Linked DNA regions of Mus musculus: region 2 is linked to region 1. A link is a contact called in public HiChIP or PLAC-seq data. All regions are on one chromosome and are shown on one strand. The core of a region is the stretch at or near the end of the contact, and the rest is flanking DNA. Distances in the headings are between cores, read along the strand shown.

Region 1 (6,039 bases), core at 1,293-3,792:
ATCAAAACATGGAAGCAGCTGAAGATGCAACATCATTGGCAGAGTTCACTGCATAAGCCTGGCGTCGTGGTGCACACTTGTAGTCTCAGTATTTTGGAAGTGGAGGCAGGAGGACCAAGAGTTCACAGTCATTCTCAGCTACGTGGTAGGTTTGAAACTAGCCTGGGATACTTGAGCCCTTGTCTCAAAAGCAAACAAACAACAAAGTAACAAGAAATAGGTGGGCGGACAGGCGCGTGTAGAGTGCTTACCCAGCATGTCCAAAGCCCTGGCTTCAGTTCCCAGTACCATACAAAAAGAGAGAAGCAAAGAAAAGGGGGGGGGGGGCCGGCGTTCTTTTCCATCCTTGGACTTATGAAGGCAGGATGGGTTACTGTGGCCTCTACTGGAGTCTCCATCCAAAGAAACTCCATCCGGGTTCCAGTTCCTGCCACAGCTGCTCAAACCCTTGGCAGGGTTTCCATCAGCCCTGGAAGGACAGAGCCTTTGTTACGCTTGACTAAGCCACCTATCCTGATGAATTATTCGAGACTCAGTGAATTGAGACCATGCTAGTCTTTAGACATAAAAAAGTAAGTAAAGAGAAAAAGAAAGGAAGAAGAAGAAGAAGGAGGAGGAGGAGGAGGAGGAGGGGGAGGAGGCTGTAACTTGCAGGGTCACACAGCCTAGTAAGGGACTGAGGAATATATGTGAGTTAGGATTCCAGATCTGTCCAGCATCCACATTCTAGGCTCCAGCCCTGTTCAGTCCAGTTCGCATGCACACATGGTCACTGAGCACTTGAAATGTGGCCAGCCTGATTTTACTGAACCAAGTACAAAAGATAAAGAACACGTGCCAAGTTGGTTTTGCATGTAAATTAGTTACATGTTAAAATAAGTTTTGGAGCATCAAGTAAAATATTTTAAAAATAACTTTATTTTTGCCATTCTCATTATTGAGTGTGGATGAGGGTGTGTATATGAGTGCATGCGACTGCAGGAATGCGAAACATGACTTCATGCATTTTCCCTTACAGGAGCTCCTGGGATCGAACTCAGGTTCTCTGGCTTGTAGTTCTGCTACAGAGCCACCTTGGTAGCCCAAAGGAAAGGATCTTTTGTTTTTACATTATCTATTTATTCACTTATTTCTTTTCCACACAGGGAATTAAACCGAGGGCTCTTCTCTTATCCCTCAGCCTTCCTTTTACTTTGTTTACCTTTTTTTTTAAAAGATTTTATTTATTTATTATATGTAAGTACACTGTAGCTATCTTCAGATCTCATTACGGGTGGTTGTGAGCCACCATGTCCTTGCTGGGATTTAAACTCACAACCTCCGGAAGAGCAGTCAGTGCTCTTAACCCCTGAGCTATCTCACCAACCACCCTTTTTTGCCTTTTAAGAAAGGATCTGGCCCTCAACTTCTGGAGCAGAAATGTAAACTTTATATCTGCCTGTCTCCACTTCCCAAGTGCTGGGATTTCTGGCCTGTGCCCACATCAGGAGGTTTGCCACTATATATTTGTTTGTTTGTTTGTTTTTTAAGGAATGCTCTTATCAAATGTTACAACATAGATAAAACACTGGGCTAAGCAAGACGCGCCTGAGCAAGGACGAGTATCCAAGCTCCTGCTTACACACACTATGTTGACTGGGCAAATTCCTGGAGGTAGAGGCAAGAGCAAGAAAAGGGAAGTGAGCAACAAATGGGCATGGAGGAAAGGAGGTTGCTGAGCTGGGGCGGGCCTGGGAGGGCACAGCGCAGGCGCAAACGTCTTTGTCTGCTTAAGGCGGAGTTGCTAGGTCCCAGACTTACTGCACAGAGCGTGCTGGTCTGGCTTTGTACTACCGTGTTTACTCAGGGAGCGTTGGGAACCCCTCTTCCTCCGCCCCCACTGTCCCTCTGTGAGCACGAAGAGGGCCTCATGGCAAACATGCAGTGCCTGCACACCCTCCGTGAGGCCCCACAACAGAGTACACACACAAACACTGCCTGCAGGCGCACATCACACAGTGATATAGCTCACACACCATCCAGTTTCTCAGGCACACCACACGAAGTTGTGGTGTTTACTTTAGTTTGCAGGCGGGCACTCTGCCCCCTGCCTTCTGCTCTTAGCTCTTACCAAGTAGCTTTAGTGAGGACGGAGGCCACCGGTGTCCCAATCCCTTTGTTTCCTGGTCTTGCATCACAGGCCTGCAAGATGCCTGCCGCCAACCCGCAGCCAGAGCACCCCATAGTGATTCTTGGCCAGACGGGCTCCCTGCAGGCTCTGGCCTCACTCATCCCGACTTTCTCCTTACAGGAGCACCAACCTGGACCACGTGCTGACCTGCTTGGGCCCTGAACGCCTCCTCTTGCAGAAACTTGGTTAGCTGAGCCTCTCTCACGCTTCCAGTTTTATTCTTAGTAAGGAGAGACGCTGCCTTAGCTTCCTCTTCTTCCATCTGCTGCACAGTTTAACAATCCTTTGTAATTGCTTGGTTACTGTGTGCCCATGTAAAGGGACAGACAGAAGTCCTGTCTGCTAACCACTGGCTTCCCTCCCCAGGGACGGCAGCAGAAAAGATAGAGTTTGCTTGGCAGCGACTGCAGCGTCTCAAAGGCACCTGCTCTCTCTGGCTGTCCTCTGCAGGCTCTGCTGCCAAACTACCTTGACTAAGGGATCCTGTGGGACTCACTTGTCACCTTGCCAGGTCAAAGCACCAGCCTGACTGTCCCTCACAATGCCCTATCCACCTCTTATCAAACCATTGGTTGTTGAGCCAGTCCCCAAATAGCAAACAATCCAAGGAAGAGCCCCTGGGTTCCAGGAGGTGGACTTTCGTTTATTGCTCTGGCCTAGAGCATTGGAGCCCTAGGATAGGATGTGGGCCTTGCCCCATATTTCATTTCTGAGTTCTTCATATTTTTAAAAGAATTATTTATTTATTATTATTATTATTTGTATATCAGTACATTGTAGCTGTATTGAGTTACACCAGGAGAGGACATCTGATCACTTTACAGATGACGGTTGTGAGCCACCATGTGGTTGTTGGGAATTGAACTCAGGACCTCTGGAAGAGCAGAGGATGGTTCCTAACCACTGAGCCATCTCTCTAGCTCCTTCATTTTGTTTTATTTCCTTTTTTTCATCTTGCTGGGGTTTGCTGAGGTTGCTGTTGTTGGGTTTGTTTGTTTGTTTGTTTTGGTTTAGTTTGGTTTAGTTTGATTTGATTTGGTTTTTCAAGACAGGGTTTCTCTGTTTAGCCCTGGCTGACCTGGAATTCACTCTGTAGACCAGGCTGTCCTGGAACTCACAGAGATCTGCCTGCCTCTGCCTCCCAAGTGCTGGGGTTAAAGACATGCCCCAGTTTAAAAATAAATAATTTTAGGCCGGGCATGGTGGCGCATGCCTTTAATCCCAGCACTTGGGAAGCAGAGGCAGGCGGATTTCTGAGTTTGAGGCCAGCCTGGTCTACAAAGTGAGTTCCAGGACAGCCAGGGATATACAGAGAAACTCTGTCTAGAAAAACCAAATAAATAATTAAATAAATAAATTTAAATAAGAAACTAAAACAAAACAGAGGGACAAGGAGGCATAGGACTTTAACCCCAGCACTCTCCTGTCAGTCACAAGGCAGAGAGGCAGAGCTCTGAGTTCAAGACCAGCCTGGTTGACAGAGTGAGTTCCAGGATACCCAGGACTATACAGAGAAACCCTGTCTTAAAAAAACAAAATAAATAGACAAAATAAGGGGCTGAAGAGATGGCTCAGAGGTTGAGAGCACCACCTGCTCTTCCAGAGGTCCTGAGTTCAATTCCCAGCAACCACATGGTGGCTCACAATCATCTATAATGGGGATCTGGTGCCCTCTTCTGGTGTGTGTCTGAAGAAGGCTACAGTATACTCATATAAATAAGATAAATAAATTCTTTTTAAAAATAGACAAAATAATAAAAATGATTTATTATTGTGGGTGGGTACCAACACATGTAGGGGCCAGAGAATAACTCTGGGTCGGTTCTCCCCCCTTTACATGCCGTCCGGGGGCTGAGTTCAGCTCTCCAGGCATGCTCAGCAAGTCCCTTGACACTGAGCCACCTTGCTAGCCCTGTTTTGTTTTGTTTTTAATTTCAACTAGCCATTTTAAAGATCAATATTTTTTTATTTAGATAGGAACACATTACATGTAACCCTGACTGACCTGAACTTACTATGCAACCAAGGCTGGTCTTGAACTCACAGACATTTGCACGGCTCTGCCTCCTTTTTTTGAAGGCTTGGTGTCAGGGTCTGTTACCCAGTGAGCTATCATGTTCTCCCCATCCCCTTTTGCCCTGGTTGTTTAATGCTACCTTCACCAGGCAGGTACTGCACCGACTGTACAGCACTGGTTCCAGGGCTCAGCTGCTAACAGAGCAACAGGGTCCTGGAATACACCCTTCCTGGGCTCAGCAAGTTCTGCTTCCAAAAGAGGAAGCCTAACAGAGACCTGAGCCTCTGCCACCCCTAAGAGGGGGAACTTACCTCAGCCTGATGTATCTGCTCACTCTAGTGGTGCACACCTTTAATCACAGAGTTTTAATCACAGAGAGGCAGGGACAGGAGATATTCTGTGACCTCAAGACCCACATAGTCCCAGGCATACATAGTTCTAACATTACATAGTGAGCCACATGTGCCGTTGCAGGGTGGCGCTGGCTACCACTGGCCACCATGCATAAGTTTGGGAAACAACCAATGTGTACATATGCAGTAAAGTTTCTTGCCAAGACACTGCCTGGCCCGGGCATGATAATAAGGTTTTGAGAGTATAACCAATCAGATGTGAGACATGCAAATGAGGTATGTTAATGAGGTTTTGTGAGGTACTGAGAGAGTATAATCAATAGGATGTGGGACATGCAAATGAGGTAGAAAGCATAACCAATCCGGGTGTGAGACACGCCTCTCCTAGGCCTATATAAGCAGCACCAGTTCTGGGCTCTTTTTCGCCTCTGCAATCAAGCTCTCCCGATAAACGTGTGCAGAAGGATCCTGTTGTGGCATCTGCTTTGCTGGTGAGTCAGGCGCTCATAAGAAGACCCTGTCTCAAAAATATTTTCCTATTCATGAAACAGGAAGCTGAAAGAGGGTGACGGATCCACTGGAACTACACTTACGGATTCTTTTGCACTGCAGACCTGGGTGTGGAGAGCTGAATGGCACCCAGTGCTGTTAACTACTGAGCCTCTCTGTAACCCCACGAACAACATTTCTAAGATTCAGTTCGTCCACATGGGAAATGCAGGTGCTAACCTGCTCAGCAGAGTGTCTGGGATGATGAAAGACAATGCTGTCAGTACTGTGTTAATCCTCACCATACTCACCTTAAAAGTCAACCCTAAGAGTCACACCCCTCCCCTACCCCCTCCTACTGTCTTGGAACTAGAACAGTAGACCAGGCTGGCCTTGAACTCAGATCCACCTTCCCTTTAGTGTTAGCATTAAAGCTTGTGCTACCACCACCCAGCTTGTTTTCATATTTTAATTTTTTTTTTTTGAGACAGTATCTTGCTGGGTAGTCCTGGCTGCTCTCAAAGCTGTTCTTTGTTGTTGTTGCTGTTTGTTTGTTTGTTTGTTTGTTTTTCTTGTCAACTAGGTACAAGCCAGGGTCATCTAGGAAGATGAAACTTTAGTTGAGAAAATGTTTGTTAGATTAGTCTGTGGGCCATTTTATTGGTGACTGATGTAGGAGGGCTGCCCTCAGTAGGTGGTGCCACCCCAGGGCAGGCTGAGCAAGCCAGTAAGCAATGTGTCTCCATAGCCTCTGCTTTAGTTCTTGCCTTGATGGTGAAGTGTAACCTGTGAACCAAATAAACCCTCTCCTCCCCAAGGTGCTTTTGGTCACGGTCGTTATCACAGCAATAGAAAGCAAACTAAAATACTAGCCATGCATCAGGGTCCCAGCATTTTTTTTTTTTTTTTTCTAAATAGTAAAGGAATTTATTGATGACTTACAGTCGGCAGCCCAATTCCCAACAATTGTTCAGTCGCAGCTGTGAATGGAAGTCCAAGGATCTAGCAGT
Region 2 (5,897 bases), core at 1,145-3,644, 310 kb after region 1:
CCTGCACAAGGCCCTGGGTTGGATCCTCTGCACTCCATAAGCTTAGGCATGGTTCCTTACATCTATAATCTATAATAATCTATAATCTATAATCCCAGCATTCAGGAGCAGAGACAATAGGATCAGAAGTTCGAGTACATCCTTGGCTATACAGGAAGTTTGAGGCCAGCCTGGGCTACCTTAGACCCTATCTCAAATTCGAAGATAAAATAAAGAATACACTTTTAAGGGCTCTCCTCCCAATTTTCCCTACAATTTAAATGTAAAACATGGTTTTAGTTGAGTAATTGGGTGAAACTGACACTTAAAGAAAAATCTGCTTACTCACTCTGTAGCTTCCCCCATTCCCTGACACATGACCCATCTCCAGTGCAGACCCCTCACCTTGCTCTCTCTTGGAGAGGATCAGGGTAGCCTACAACTATGCAAGCAAGATCAGGAAAAGAAAGGATTGGCTGGTCACAGACAAAGCAATGTGCCCTGGGATGTAGGGCTGTAGGACCAAGAGGCTTGCCCTGTGGGCACTGATGGCTGAGGGAGGACCAAGAGGCTCACCCTGTGGGTACTGATGGCTGGCAGGCACAGCTTGACCTGTTAATCTCCAGACTGCTTTCAGAGAAAAAGAAGATCCCTGACCAAAGCAGGGACTCCAGCTAGGAGGAAATCATCACCCTTTCCCTAATAGCTCTGTGTCTCTAGGACCACTGGGTGAGTGTACATGTGTGTGTGTGTGTGTGTGTGTGTGTGTGCCCTGAAATCAACAGAAAGCTGAGTTGACTGGCTTTGGCAAAATGGCCATCACTGAAGTTAGTGGCTCTCAAGTGGCTGTGGTAATCTCAATCTAGTTTTCAACCTCTCCTGCACACTCTTTACAAAAGCATTAAATTAATTAATTGTGTGTGTGTGTGTGTGTGTGTGTGTGTGTTCTCCAAGCCCACAATGGGGTGTCAGACACCCTGGATCTGGAGCTTCAGGCAGTTGGGAGCCATCTGGAGTGGGTACTGGGAGCATCGAGTGTTCTTGAACCAAGACCTCCAGCCCCTACCTACTACTCTTGTGTTGGTTTTGGTTTTTTGTTGGCTGGGTCTTTCTTTTTTTGAAGGCCAGATCTCGAATAGTCCAGACTACCCTCCAATATTACCCTGAACTACCGATTGTCCTGAAGTATGAGATTCTATTCCTTTTAAATCTAAAACGGGAAGCTTCCAAAAGGGTGTTGCTTGGGTTGGGACTGTCATTTTCTCCAAACTGTCCTCAAAGGCAAACGTACACCTGATTTATTTGGAGCCAAGGATAAAACCCAAGGCTTCTGGTGTGCTGGGGGCACGCTATCAACTGAATATATGCCTGGTCCTCTCTTCTTGTTCTTCTCTCCTCCGTTCTCTAGGGACTCACGGCCATAAATGGAGTTGCTTCCCACCTAAGGAAACAGTGAGTCTGGGAATGATGGGCAGAGGGATAGGTAACAACCGGCCATCCTATCCATCCTTCCACCATCCACTAAAGTGCCCAGTTTTAATGAAAGGCGCAGTTGCTTAAGGCCCAGAGTGCTCCTCCAGTAAATGGAGGCTTTCATACCCTTGAGGTGCACATTGAGCCAGCAAAGTGTTAAACCGCCAATTGTCTTAGGCGCCAAAGTCTCCAACTGGTCAAAGCACCGAGGACTAAGTTAAAATGTAGACACAGGCAGACACAGAATAAAAACTAAGAATAAGATGATTCCTGGGCGCCAGGCACTGTGTGGAGACCGTTCGCTACAAGAGAGGCGAGGAGCGCCCTAAGAAGACGAGAAAGCAAACTTACTTGCAAAAAGAAAAGGCAACACAAGTAGTGCTGGAGTGAGCTTCAGAGAATGTTAACTCAGTGGCTTATCCTCAGTGCGGAGTCCCGGGGGGGCTTTGACTCAGCAAAGGACTGCAGGAGTGCTGTGCACCGTGCGGCACTGCCTGCTCCTCCCCACGTTTCCCAGGTGGCTGCTCCGGTCCGGGACCTCACGCTTCCAGGGCGCGGAGCCAAGTGGCCCAAAGAACCCGCCTCTGGTCACAGCACCCGGTCCCTGAGCCCAAGATCCCCAGCCACAGTCTAGGACAACCGGCAGGAGCCCAAGATTCCCAGGTCCAAGCCTAGGACAGCGGGCGAGCCCAGGATCCCGAGGTTAAGTTCAGGTTTCCAGGCCCCAGCTGCGACCCAGCCTAGGATTCCCCAAATGAAGTCTAGATCTCCAGGTCCGAGCCTAGGACACCTGCCCGGAGCCTAGGACCCACACCCAGACCCCAGAGCCCGCGGCGGAGGTCCGGACCACTGCCCTAAGCCCCTTACCTCTGGTGCGGAGAAAGGCTCTAGACTACGGCGAATGCCACACCCTCGTCCCGGCCGATAGGACCCGCCCAGTCTCGGGGTGGAGACTGAGCCCAAGTTCCTGGTTGTCCCTTTGCCCACAGGAAAGTCCCTCCCCGGAGAAGCGCAGCTAGAGCACGAGAATCGCCCCCAGCACCAGGAGGGGCCTGAGGCAGATCACGCACTCGGCCTTTAACCCCACTGAGGACAGCGAGCCCACTCAGGACCCTGACCCTGCACAACCAGACTCCCAGGGTCTCAGCCTCGCGTCCTGCTGGGGTCGCACAACGTACTTGGGGCCTCGGCGCTCCAGTCTAGAGTGTAACTTGAAAAATCAGAACGTGACATCTGAGGACACAGTCCATGTCCTCCTTTCACATTATAACATACGTTCCAGAAAATTCTCAGCAGTTGCACGCCTCCCTTAAAGAAGACAGATGCAATCCTCAAAGTCAGGGGAAGGGTTCTCGGAGACAGGTACAGGTCACCGTTGGGACCGGGGTTAGAAGCAACTCTGGGTTTCCCACTAAACTTCCAACTGAAGCATTTCTTGGTTGCTAGCCAGCCTGGTTCTGGCTCCTTGCTGGACACGGAGGCACATGCCTCTTGCTACAAGGATAATGAATGCTTGAAGAACAGAGGCAGGTGCAGGCAACAGAGGCTCCACAGGCAACCTCCAATTTCATTTAACAAAGAATGGGTCGCTTTGGGCAGTGTTTGCTCTCTAGCCAACCAAAACCTAGGTGGTCATTATTTTAAATTGTATCAGCAACTGTAGCTAGAGGAGGTGGCTTATTGTGTGGTCAGGAGGAGGAAGGCTGAGGGGGTCAGGAGGAGGAAGGCTGATCTAGACTTGGGCCTGTTTTTTCATGTTCCAAAGTCTATATGTTTCTAAGCTTCCACAAGGGAAGACAAAATTAATCATGGTAATAGGAAGGACAAAATGAAGATTCAAGACTATTGTATCCTTTTAAAAGTAATTACATGCAGGGGAGGTGGGGTGGGGGGTGGATAAAGGTTAGTGTCTAGGAACTGTAGTTAGCCCACAGCTAAGCTGATCTTTATAGCAAGTGCAACCAGGCCACAGGCCTCTGATGTCACTTCTCCCAAAGTCTGCCCTAGCCCAGGTAGGGAAGCCACAGACAGAGGCTTTTACTATTACATATAAATACGTGTGCATTTTACTTATTTTATGTGTACAGATTTTTGTCTGTCTGTATGTCTACACACCAGCATAGGATCCCTTGGCTGCTGGGAATTGAAGACCTGTCTTCGGGGAAGACTCAGTGCTAGTCCCCACCTGAGTCTTTTATGGGAAACAAAGGCCAGGACTCCATCTGACCCAGGCTCATCTGGGATCTGAGGTCTGGGATCAGGGAAGGGCTGACCTCCAGTAGGAGTCTTGACTCTTTCTGAGCTCTGACAGGTGACATGCGACTTCTTCCAACAGATGGCAGGCTCTCCTGGGAATGCCCAGGAGTGCACTAACAGGGCATCTGCATCTTGTCTTACTTCTGGGGACCTGATCTAACCCAGAGCGACAAAACAATGAATAGAGCTGTTCAACTTAAGGACTCAGACTTCACACTAAAGATATCAAAATTAGGCACCACCAGGCACACACATGATGTACCTGCACACTTGCAGACAAAGTACTTGTATACATAAAGTAAAACAATAATTTTTTTATAAATATGAGAAGAGCGCCAGGCAGTGGTGGCGCACGCCTTTGATCCCAGCCCTTGGGAGGCAGAGGCAGGCAGATTTCTGAGTTCAAGGTCAGCCTGGTCTACAGAGTGAGTTCCAGGACAGCCAGGGCTACACAGAAAAGCCCTGTCTCGAAGAATATATATATATAAATGAATGAAAAGAGCACAGACTGCTCTTCTAGAGGATCCCAGGTTCAATTCCCAGCACCCACATGGTGGTTCACAACCATCTTTAACTCCAGTTCCAAGAGATCTAACAATCTCCTCTGGTCTCCATGGGCATCAGGCATGCAAGTGGTGCACAGGCATGCATGCATACAGACAAAAACACCCATACACATTTTTAAATACCAAAATAAATACACATATCTGTTAGATTTCAAGCCCAGAACAAATGGCCAAGTTACTTAACAGACGCTGGCTGCCATGTTCTCACTGCATCCTGCCTGTCCCGACCTGTGTCAGGCACCCTCCTGGATGGCATACCTTAGGAGAGTCAGATCAGCAGCAGGCTTGATTGGGAGGAGTTCCTTAGGGGAGGGAACTCATCTATGTCACGCCCAGGTTTCAGTAGCAGATGAATGAAAAAAATAAAAGAAAAAGGAAAAGAAAAAATAATAAGGAAAGAACATGACAGCTCCTAGGTATGGTGGAGGAGTAAGTTTATTATAGGTATGGTATGTGGGAGAGCATAGCCAGTGTCAGAGTGGACAGGACCCTGAGCCATGTGGAGAGAGGGGGAGAAGTAAGAGAGGAGAACTAGGTGCAGCGTCCAGGTTGCCCAGAAGAGAGCAGAGTAATCAAAAGGTTGGATTATACAGGAAAAGGCACCCAACCCCTGGGCTGGAGAATTCAGAGTAGAGGATAGGGTGTGCCTGCCAGGAAGACCTTCTAACAGGCAGGGTTTGAGGGGTGCAGGGAGGACCTGGCCCCCCAGTTTACTTTAATGTGTTAGGTAGGCACCTCAGCTGTGTGCCCCAGGGTTTGAGACCTAACAGTATTTACTTCAGATTTTCCTGAAGTTGAATGAAAGCAAGAGTAGACTTTTTTTTCCCACAACAAAACTGGGCTTGGTGGTACACACCTGTAATCCCAGCACTTGGGAGGTAGAACAGAAGGATCAGGAATTCAGGATCATCCTCGGGTACATCGCAAGTTCAAGGCCAGCCTGGGATACATGAACCCCTGTCTCAAAGAAACAATAAAAAAAAAACCAAAAACCTATCAATAGTCCCAGGGATGTAGCTTGGTGGTGAAGCACGTGCTAAGCATACACAAGACCCTAGATCCACTCCCTAGACGACATAAACAAGCATCTCTCAAGACTAACTCCTCTCTGGCAACTGGGAAGCAGAAAGCCAGGTGATAACTGTCTTAATCAGCCTGAGAAAGGAGAGCCCAGTGCCAAGAGAAAGCCGAGAAGCATCGTGAAATGTGACCTCATTTCTGAGCTCTGAAGGACTCGGTCGCTTTACCAGATGCCTCTGAAAGCGGATATCCAGGGAAGACTGAAGTCAGGCTCTCCATCGGAAATCTGTTCAGGTGGCAGCTGGTGCTCTGTCCCCTCTGCTCAGCTGTCACCTCTCCTCTTTCACCCAGGTAGAAGGCTGGAAGATTGGAAGGGCCTTCTCCAGAAGGATGCCAGATTCAGTCAAGGTACTTTGGCGGTCAAAGGCAGCCTGACACTTTTACTTAAAACGGCGACCACTTTATTTCTGTCTTGTTAACATTCATGATGTTGTGGGTCCGCATTTGGACAGTGCTGGGCTAGGCATGCCCAATGCTTCCTGCCACTGTGCCATCAACAGAGGCTGATTGCAAGAGCAGGCTAGCTATGTTCGCCAACCTGGA

Evidence for each region. HiChIP or PLAC-seq counts read pairs in DNA pulled down with a chosen protein or histone mark.
Region 2: a contact with region 1 is called in an H3K27ac HiChIP or PLAC-seq map of bone marrow-derived dendritic cells, with 2.6 times the contacts expected there. The contact joins the promoter of Anxa4 here to the promoter of 2310040G24Rik in region 1. A contact is called at or near these places in 5 of 115 datasets of contacts at active chromatin or transcription factors (bone marrow-derived dendritic cells, bone marrow-derived macrophages, embryonic stem cells and 2 more).

What each region holds. Positions count from the first base shown.
Region 1 is chr6:86,485,685-86,491,723 of GRCm38.p6, forward strand. It overlaps 2310040G24Rik (RIKEN cDNA 2310040G24 gene), which reads right to left and starts at 2,543. Exons shown (of 2, transcript NR_040293.1): 1 at 2,318-2,543.
Region 2 is chr6:86,791,190-86,797,086 of GRCm38.p6, forward strand. It overlaps Anxa4 (annexin A4), which reads right to left and starts at 2,395. Exons shown (of 13, transcript NM_013471.2): 1 at 2,320-2,395.